3 separate regions of the Mus musculus genome follow, and all the other regions are linked to region 2. A link is a contact called in public Hi-C data. All regions are on one chromosome and are shown on one strand. Each heading gives the region's core, a stretch centred on a gene start, on an enhancer-like site or on the middle of the called end of the contact. The rest is flanking DNA. Distances are from core to core; before and after follow the strand shown.

Region 1 (3,080 bases), core at 481-2,980, 3.3 Mb before region 2:
ATATATGATATATATTTATATAATATATATACTATTTATATATTTTGTCTTGTTTTGTTTTTCGAGACAGGGTTTCTCTGTGTAGCCCTGACTGTCCTGGAACTCACTTTGTAGACCAGGCTGGCTTGGAACTCAGAAATCTGCCTGCCTCTGCTTCCAGAGTGTTGGGATTAAAGGCGTGCACCACCACTTCCCAAACTATCCCTCCATTTTAAATTTAAAACTTGGTAGCTCACAGTGGGCCTTAACTCCAGTGTGGTGTGGTGTGGTAGTGGTGGTGGTTGGGGGGGGGGGGTGTCTGACGGACTCTTCTGGTATTTAAGGGCAATGCACAGCCATGATGCACAGATGCAAGCAGAACACCCACACACATTAAATAAAAATAATTAAAATCTTTAAAAAAAAAAGAACTAAGTAAGATACACCATTAAAAACGACAAACCTAAAGCCAGTTAATCGATGACACAAGAAAACAAGGTGAAAGTTAAAAGAGACAGCAGAGCACACCGTCGCCTGTGTCTCGACAACATAGGTAGTGAAGATTAAGAAAGCATATGCAAAAATGGGACTTAACTGGGGCAGTCTGATTGTACTGTTATTTTGGATTTGCTGTATCTAACGGGGGCTGTTAAGAGAGAGAGAGAGAGAGAGAGAGAGAGAGAGAGAGCGAGCTTTCTTTGAGACATTAAGCCTATAGGTCTTGTTATGCCTCGGGAGATACCTGTCCTTCGAGTACACATTTCCTCATTTGATCAACTCTTTACCAAAGGCCGAGTCTGAGTGATTAATGCTTTCAGTGAAATAGCTTTTTGGAATCCCTAGCTACTCATCTGTCACTACCGGAATCTATTACACAAACTGAAGAATATACCACTTAAGCTTGCAGTGAACGGAAAAGATCATGTGGTGGATGGTTATAACACAAAATGCTTTGCGATGCTATGCTAATCTGTATAGGGCACAAAATAACTATGATACAATACATGCCATAAAAATGTTAAAAAGACAGAAGGGGGTCCTGTGGCACAAAGGCTTGAAACAAACAAAAAATCATAAATCCAATGCATCGTAACGTTCAAAACCGAAATCTAAACCACCCGGGGATATTTTTTTTAACTTACATCCTACCTATTTTTCTGTTCCTAAAAGCCAGCAACAAGCTGTCATTCATTCAACACTCATTCTATCCCTGAACCCGAGGGGTCGCGTAGGCGTAGCCGCGACTCCAGGCCGCTTCCCGCAGTCGGGCCCACTCCGCGTCGTCGCGGCGCGACCGGGGACTGCAGAGCCTCGGCGGCAGGGGTCCACAGCCCACTGCGCGGCTCGTAGGGAAGCCTAGCAGCCTGAAGGCAGGCCTCGATGTGCAGACCTCCGCGGGGAAGCACCAGGGTCCCCTGCTAGGCGGCACCATTACCTAGACGCGACGGTCCCGAAGGAGAAGCCGCTGCCCGCTCCGGTCCCGCCGGGGGCCACAGTGGTGGAGCCGAGGGTCCCAGACCCGAAGGAGAACCCCGTGGCCATGGCGGCCCTTGGCGCGAAGGCGTCAGCTAGGGTGGAGAGGCCTAGGACGCTTCTGTCCCTTCACTGCCGAAGAGGGACGTGCCACATAGCTGGTGCCCAGCGGGTACCGGGTGGGAAACAACCCCAAGCGGCGGTGCGGCAAGGCGAGGGCGGAGTGGGCGGAGCCACAGGCGAACGCATGCGCGACACCGCCCGCGCGCCGAACGCACTAGAAGCGCGCCCGCCGCGCAGGGAACCCTGGGATCGGAGTGGAAGCGGTACTCGTGTGAGGCCGGGCGGATGAGGTAAGGTGGGCGCCCCGCCTACTCGCTTAAAGCGCTAAGCCCCTGAAGTGCCCGGAGAGTCTCGCGGGATTTCGTGCTTTACTTCCTGAATGAAGGCCCTGGAGTGCGGCTTCGGTCCGGCCTCCTGTCAAAAGCCATGCGTAGAGTTCTAGAGTTGGAGAAGACCTTGGTCGTCACCTCACATTCCTCCAAGGGGACGTCTGAGTTTCATTTGGGTGTCGCTGCACCCGAGAAAAAAAGAGGGTGTCTACCTTTTGAGGGTCCAGAAATGTACGGGTTTTAAGTCGCACACGCTTCCGGTCAGCACCCCATGGTACTGCACGCTTGTGCTTCCTGCACGGAGGGTTCAGCGGGGCGGCGTGACACTGCCAGGCTCCTCTGCCTCCGAGTCTGAGGTCAGGACACTGTGCCCCAAATCCTAGTGGACGGTGAATGGGATGGGTGCCGTTCTTGGGGACCTTCCCTGAAGACTGCTTCCTGGCTATGTGGCTTTCCCATAACTTGGGGTATTTACGAGAGGAACTGCGAATTGGAAAGTGTAAGGACAGGGATGAGCGATCTGGCTGGAGAGCTGGCTCAGCACCGACTGCTCTTCCAGAGATCCTGAGTTCAATTTCCTAGCAACCACATGGTGGCTCACAACCATCTGTAAAGGGATCTGATGTCCTCTTCTGGTGTGTCTGAAGACAGCTACAGTGCACTCATACATAAAATAAATAAATCTGAAAAAAAAAAAAAACCCAGAGGGATGTAAATTAGAATGTACGGGCACCCGGAGCAACGTGGGCACCAAGAAATGCTTCTTAGCGGTGGTCTGGGGACACTGCCATCATATCATGGTTCTTTAATTCTCTGGCAGGAATTGGCATACTATTCCTGCAAGTGCGTTGACCAGCTGCCAAGTTTTGTTCGATGAAATTGATCCCATCATCAGACCCCTCAGATTTATGCTAAAGCACAATCCTCCCCATGGTAGTGATTCGAACAAAAGCCCAACGGTCTCTGAGTCTGGCCCTCAGTGCCCTTTATATGACAAATCCTTGGCACTTCTTTTCTCACAGCTCCCCCACAATTCAGCACTTGTTTTGTGTTGACCTTGAGCATTGCTACCTGCAGTTGGCTGAACCGGAACACCCTCCAGATTCATTGTAGAGCCCTGTCCTCTCCCCCAAATACTCATAGTGATGAAAACTCTGTTCCTCGCCATTTCCCTTTGGCAGGTCACAAAAGTTAGATGACGTCAAAAGGTGTGTTTGGCACATGATGTCATGTCAG
Region 2 (2,871 bases), core at 52-2,551:
TACACACATAAGTAAAAATAAAAAATTTAAAGTGATGGAGTAGGGAAATAAAGATGAATTAGTTCCTATGTTCCTTTAGAGCCAGCCCCTTTCTTTTCACAAGAAAAACTGAATGTTAAGGGCTAATGATTACCCTCAGTGGGAAGTGATCATTCCAGAGAATAAGTAAGATGCAATATGATAAACTCAGTCTTCCCTAAATGAGCAGGGGTGTAAAATTTGTCATCCACCTGCATCGGCACTCCCCATCAGCTATTACAGGGGTGCACCTTACCGATTTTAAAACGTTTTAAGGAGAGACTAAAATGCATATGCATATATATGGAAAAAATGACAGTGTACTCAGTTAAATACTATGGCCAGGCATAGCGGCCCATACACACACAACTGTAATTCCAGCACTTACTTGGGAGGCTGGGGCTGGAGAGTTGGAAGTTCAAGACCGGCCTATGCTGCAAAGGGCTGAGCATGCCTATTTAAAAACGAGATCGTGGGGGAGGGGTCGCTTTAAATTGTATTGAATCATAACTTCGTGAAGTCAGATTAACAACAACCAATAATTCAAGAAATGTGGTGGAAGAAATTTTTTTTTTACAAAGAACATTTAAAAATACGCCCAAATGCTGTTCAAAATGACCACTACGACTCTGAGACCTTAGCCTGGGGATGCCAGGTGGCCAGTGCAGATAGATCTAGGCCCCAGAAGGCTCATTTGGCTGGCTGAGCCAGGATACCCATAAAAAACCACCTGAAAGCGTCTGTTCCGTTCCAGGCTCCTCCGGGACCTGGGTGTGGTGGGCGCTCACCGTTTGTCGATGGCGTCGATATTTGAATGGAGGAGCCAGAGCTCCTCCGTGTTGTCCTGCCGGGAAGACAGGATCAGGTGGTGGCCTGTCAGACACAGGGTCCCTTCCACGGCGGTGTAGAAAGGCCGGTGCAGCACCACATTGTCTACCCGTGGGGTTTTAATCAGCTCCGCAAACTCCATATTGGGCGCAGCCTAGGGGCGGGAGGCCCAGTCCCGCAGGTGCCCGGCGGTTAATCCGCAGACCCGGACGGAGCCCCGGCTGGGCGGGCCCGGGAGGTCGAGCCCCGCCCCGGCTGGGCGGGTGCGCCAGGGCCTGCGGGCACCGCCCTGGCCGCTTCTCCAAGTCTCTTCCGCACCACTGGCCGGGACTCGGTCGCAGAGAAGGCTTCCCGCCAGGCCCTGCACTCCCCGCTGCCACCGGCGTCTGACGGGCGGGCTGCGGAGGAGACGGACCCGGCGTCGGGGCAGCAGCATCCGAGCCCGAGCAGCCAGGGACTTCTGGCGGAAGTAGCTGCTGAGCGTTGCACCCGGCAGGAACTCCTGCACAATTAGAGGGACTCGAGACTCGGAAGACATAGAAACCGGACCGGAAGTTGGTACTTTGCTAGATCCGGTGGAACACAGCCAGAAACAATGACTTTATGGTCCTACAATGGAAAAACAAAACAAAACAAAACAAAACCAACCAAAACCTCTTTCACCTTCTACCGCCGCAATCCTTGCCCTTCAAATATTCCTTATCGGAAAAGGCGAGACGAGAAGACGTCGCTGACCTGCCAGCCTCCACATGAGTGCTGTCCCTCAAGGGCTCTTCGTTTGCGCTACCTGGTAGTTGTCTCATGAATTGGTCACGAAGAGATGTCAAATGTAGGATGGAAGCGGAGGTTGTGATCGAAAAGTAGCATCTTGGTGTCTGGAAGAGACATGGGACAATCTATGCTTTAGACTCTTTGAGAGCGCCATGACTTTAACCAAGAACAGCATATTCTAAAAGGATGGAAAGAGAAACTGACTAATCCTCGCCCTGCGAAAGGACTCTAGTGTCTTCAGAGATAGTTCAGTTAATCTGTAGCAAAGCCTGAAATCAAGACCTTGGTATATTGGTCACGACTTCATAGTATCCCGGCTAAGTACAGTCTAGCTGAACTGCTCACGGACACTGCAATGACAGAGTTTTGCTGTTGTAATTTCCCTCTTCTTTTTTTTTTTTTTTAATTTTTTATTAGGTATTTTCCTCATTTACATTTCCAATGCTATCCCAAAAGTCCCCCATACCCCCCCCCACTCCCCTACCCACCCACTCCCACTTTTTGGCCCTGGCATTCCCCTGTACTGGGGCATATAAAGTTTGCAAGTCCAATGGGCCTCTCTTTCCAGTGATGGCCGGCTAGGCCATCTTTTGATACATATGCAGCTAGAGTCAAGAGCTCCGGGGTACTGGTTAGTTCATAATGTTGTTCCACCTATAGAATTTCCCTCTTCTTGCTTTCTATCCCTCTACTTTATCCCAGAATAAGAATTATGTTTGAGTCCTGGCCTGCTTTTACTGTGTTAGCAGTGAAAATTCTCACCACCCAGTCAGTGTCTACGAACAGCAAGGTAGCTGACTTCAGAGTGTGCAAAGTGAAGTTGACCAGATTGCACAGTGTTTGTCCTTGATTTTGTTCTTGTCTTTTCTAAAAACCTTCCCTTCCTAAATCACTCACTCCTGCGATCCAGTTTATCTGCAAAAGGAAAACAACCAGCAATGGATGCTGATGGACTGAGGTGAAGTAATGTGGAGGTGTTTTCCACACCGGATTTGTTTACTTTCCTTCCTCACTTGACTCATTGTATTAACTACAAATTGTGGAATGGAAAACTTTTAATCTGAAAAATAATGAAAAGTTATACAGAGAAAAAAATGAAAGTAAAGCCTTGAAGGGTAAGGCTCCCCGAATGGAAGATATCCAAGGAAGAACTTAGTGTCCAATTTAGTATATGCTAGAAGATAGAAAGTCTCCATGGATTCTGTGGCCCTTCTGGTTTTCTTGAAAATAAATTATGAAAACGTTATTTCATTA
Region 3 (2,700 bases), core at 146-2,645, 4.2 Mb after region 2:
TAGAGAATGAGTGTCACTCTGGCTTCGCCTAGCTCACGGTGTGATTGGCTTCCAGTCTCGTTATCCTTCTTTATAATTGCTATTCTACAACCCAAAAGAACCCTAGCCCTAGATTTACTTCTCCATTGGGAATTTCATTCCTGAAGCTAAAGAAAATCATTATCTGGGTCAATTTTCTGTTTGGGATTTTTGAATGAGGCACACGGCCTTGTCACTTTTACCGGTTCTCAACTACCTTTCAATGCCCTCTGATTTTCATACACACTGTTTTCTAGGGTGCACACAAAGCACAACTGATTCAGAAACATTGCTCTATTTGCTGAGCTGTGCCGAACAAGCAAGTCTGCAGGGTCAGCATAAATACACACAGAAGGAGTGTCAGGCAGTACAGACATGTATAATTGGGGCCTACTACAGTTACTGTTAAATTTGAAAAAAAAAACTATGCAATCCAAGAACTTCTCTTACCGGAAGAGGTCTTAACAAAGCTTTCAGGTGTAATTCCCAACTGCTCTACGGTTACTGTGGTGAAGTCCAAAGGTGACTTAAAGGTATCAGGGGTGCAAAGATTAGGAGTCGCATCTGCTACATGCTTCTGAGGAGTCACAAACGGTTCAGTTCCCAATCTAAAAACGTCATTTTCTGAAAACGGACAGCACATTGGGGGTGTTAATACATCAAAACACTCAAATCTTCCATCTAACGAGGGCAACAGGTCACCACATACCAGAATTATTAAGGACACACTCCTTGGATTCAGAGAGAGGCTTGTCGTGTGAACTCGCATCCATCTAAAAGATGAGGAAGTTAGAGAAAAAAATGTGAAAAATAACCTCACTATAAGCCAAAAACAATGTGACAGAACTCTAAGGCAATCAATACCAGGGGACCACAGGCTGGGGCGTTCTGATTAAAGAAACGGCGGGAGGTACTATTGACTAAACAAAGCGGACCGAACTGATTTATCAGGGCTTTGCATCCCTGAACCCCGGCCGGATAGCAGGCCTACCTCTCCCGCCCAGGACCCTGCGCGTTCCCTCGGACGACTACGACAAGCGTCGCGGAGGCTCCGTTTCAGAGAGCACCAGAGGCCGGGGAAGGGAGCCGGGCTGGCCTCCTGCCGGCCGCTGCACACCAGACACACCACGTCCGGCCGAAGCGGTCAAGCTTCACTTGCCCGCCAGCAAATTCAAACCGCGGCCACGCCCCCGCGGAGGGATACCCACGAGCCGTGGACCACGTGTGACGTGGGTACCGCTCCCTCCGGGCCTCACCCTCGTGCTTTCGAACGGCGCAGGGAGACCTCCGTGGATCCCGGAAAAAACACGGCCAGCCCTAAATGACCCTGGCGAGACAGAGCTGCAGCAAAAAGGTGTCCTGGGGTCTACCAGTGAGTTCCGCGGAGCAACACTTCAAATGCCACCCCAAACCTTGGATTGGCTGCTGGAAACTTCGAAAATGAATCACTAGACCAATCGAGACAGAACCGCCGGATGGCTAGTTTACCCTATTAGCCAATCCCGATACCAACCGTTACCTCGGTGGGTGGGTACAGTAGAAGGGGCAAAAGCCTAGCGAGGAGCTGATTGGTCTATGGGACTTCGGCGTCCCGCCTCTTCCTTAGACCCAGTCTCTTTATGCAAATGAGCACTCCTACACTCCAACGTGCGCCTGCTCAGTAACGCTTAGAGCGGCCCTTTGCCCAGTAGGTTCTTCTCTGATTCGCTGATACTCCATTCCGTCAACCAGCCCTCAGCCTCTCTTTCCTTCCACCGCCGTCTAGTGTTACTCTGAGCCCACCCCCCAGCCGGACTCTGATTGGCTAAATACTGGCCGGTACAGCGTGTTGATTGGCGCAGCTCAGCGTCGGTCTGGGCGCGGTTGGGGGGAAGGGCCGCTAGCAGGCTGAGGAGCCTAGGGGCGGGGTGGGAAGGAGGATCGGCCAACCCCGGGGTGTGGGACTGAGGGTGCGTGCGTGAGGAGTGTGGGGCCGACCAGGAAGGTGGCGAAGGGCGGAGAGTCCGGGTGGGAGGCGGGAGGGGTCTCGCGGGCGCGGAGCGCGGCGGGTGGCGGGCCGGGAGCGAGGGTGGCGGCTCCCTCAGGACCCGGCGCGGGCGGCGCGATGCGGCGGGTCACGCTGTTCTTGAACGGCAGCCCGAGCAACGGCAAGGTAAGCGGTAGCGGGGGCGCGACCCGGGGACCCCCGCAGCCTCCGACAGCCCGGGGCTGCTCTGCCGGCGGGGCTCCGAGGCGCCACTGTCACCTGAGCAGCTGGCCGAGGTCCCCTCCCACCTTCCCGCTGCGCCTTCCTGTCCTTATCGGTGCTGAGTAATGCTCTGCCCGGGGAGGAGGCAGTGATCATGGAGGCGGGTGACCCTGGCCAGGTCGGGAGAAGAAAACTCCAGGGGACAGTCGAGTGACATCCTCAGAATGTGGACCTGGTCTGAACCACTTTCCTTCTCTCTCAAGGTGCCCCGGGCCCCTTGCCCCGCCACCGTGCAAACTTTTATACATGTTTTACTGTGCCGCCTTGTTTTTGATTCCTTAGAGGACAGTGACAGCAGACCTTCGGAATGACTTGATTTGACAGTAGCCTTAGCTGCATTTAGGCCTCTGTGGAGGGCGTGGTGCTAAATATTTTTCCGATGTTGCAGCTGCCTCTTGCCCCACCCTTGAAAGTTATTCTTTGGAAAATGTTGG

What was found. Hi-C and Micro-C count contacts between places; a contact is called where the count stands out from the background.
Region 1: a Hi-C map of CD4 T cells shows a contact between it and region 2, with 6 times the contacts expected there. The contact joins the promoter of Nupl1 here to the promoter of Mtmr9 in region 2.
Region 3: a contact with region 2 is called in a Hi-C map of CD8 T cells, with 5 times the contacts expected there. The contact joins the promoter of Cdca2 here to the promoter of Mtmr9 in region 2. A contact is called at or near these places in 3 of 484 Hi-C or Micro-C datasets (CD4 T cells and CD8 T cells).

Annotation. Positions count from the first base shown.
Region 1 is chr14:60,249,749-60,252,828 of GRCm38.p6, forward strand. Nupl1 (nucleoporin like 1) reads right to left here and starts at 1,731. Exons shown (of 15, transcript NM_170591.2): 1 at 1,415-1,731. The coding sequence starts at 1,521. It overlaps Gm38641 (a long non-coding RNA gene), which reads left to right and starts at 1,726. Exons shown (of 3, transcript XR_874661.1): 1 at 1,726-1,805.
Region 2 is chr14:63,542,652-63,545,522 of GRCm38.p6, forward strand. Mtmr9 (myotubularin related protein 9) reads right to left here and starts at 1,302. Exons shown (of 10, transcript NM_177594.1): 1 at 807-1,302. The coding sequence starts at 988.
Region 3 is chr14:67,714,215-67,716,914 of GRCm38.p6, forward strand. It overlaps Cdca2 (cell division cycle associated 2), which reads right to left and starts at 1,396. Exons shown (of 15, transcript NM_001110162.1): 1 at 1,010-1,396; 2 at 728-791; 3 at 469-642. The coding sequence starts at 791. It overlaps Kctd9 (potassium channel tetramerisation domain containing 9), which reads left to right and starts at 1,884. Exons shown (of 12, transcript NM_001111028.1): 1 at 1,884-2,170. The coding sequence starts at 2,123.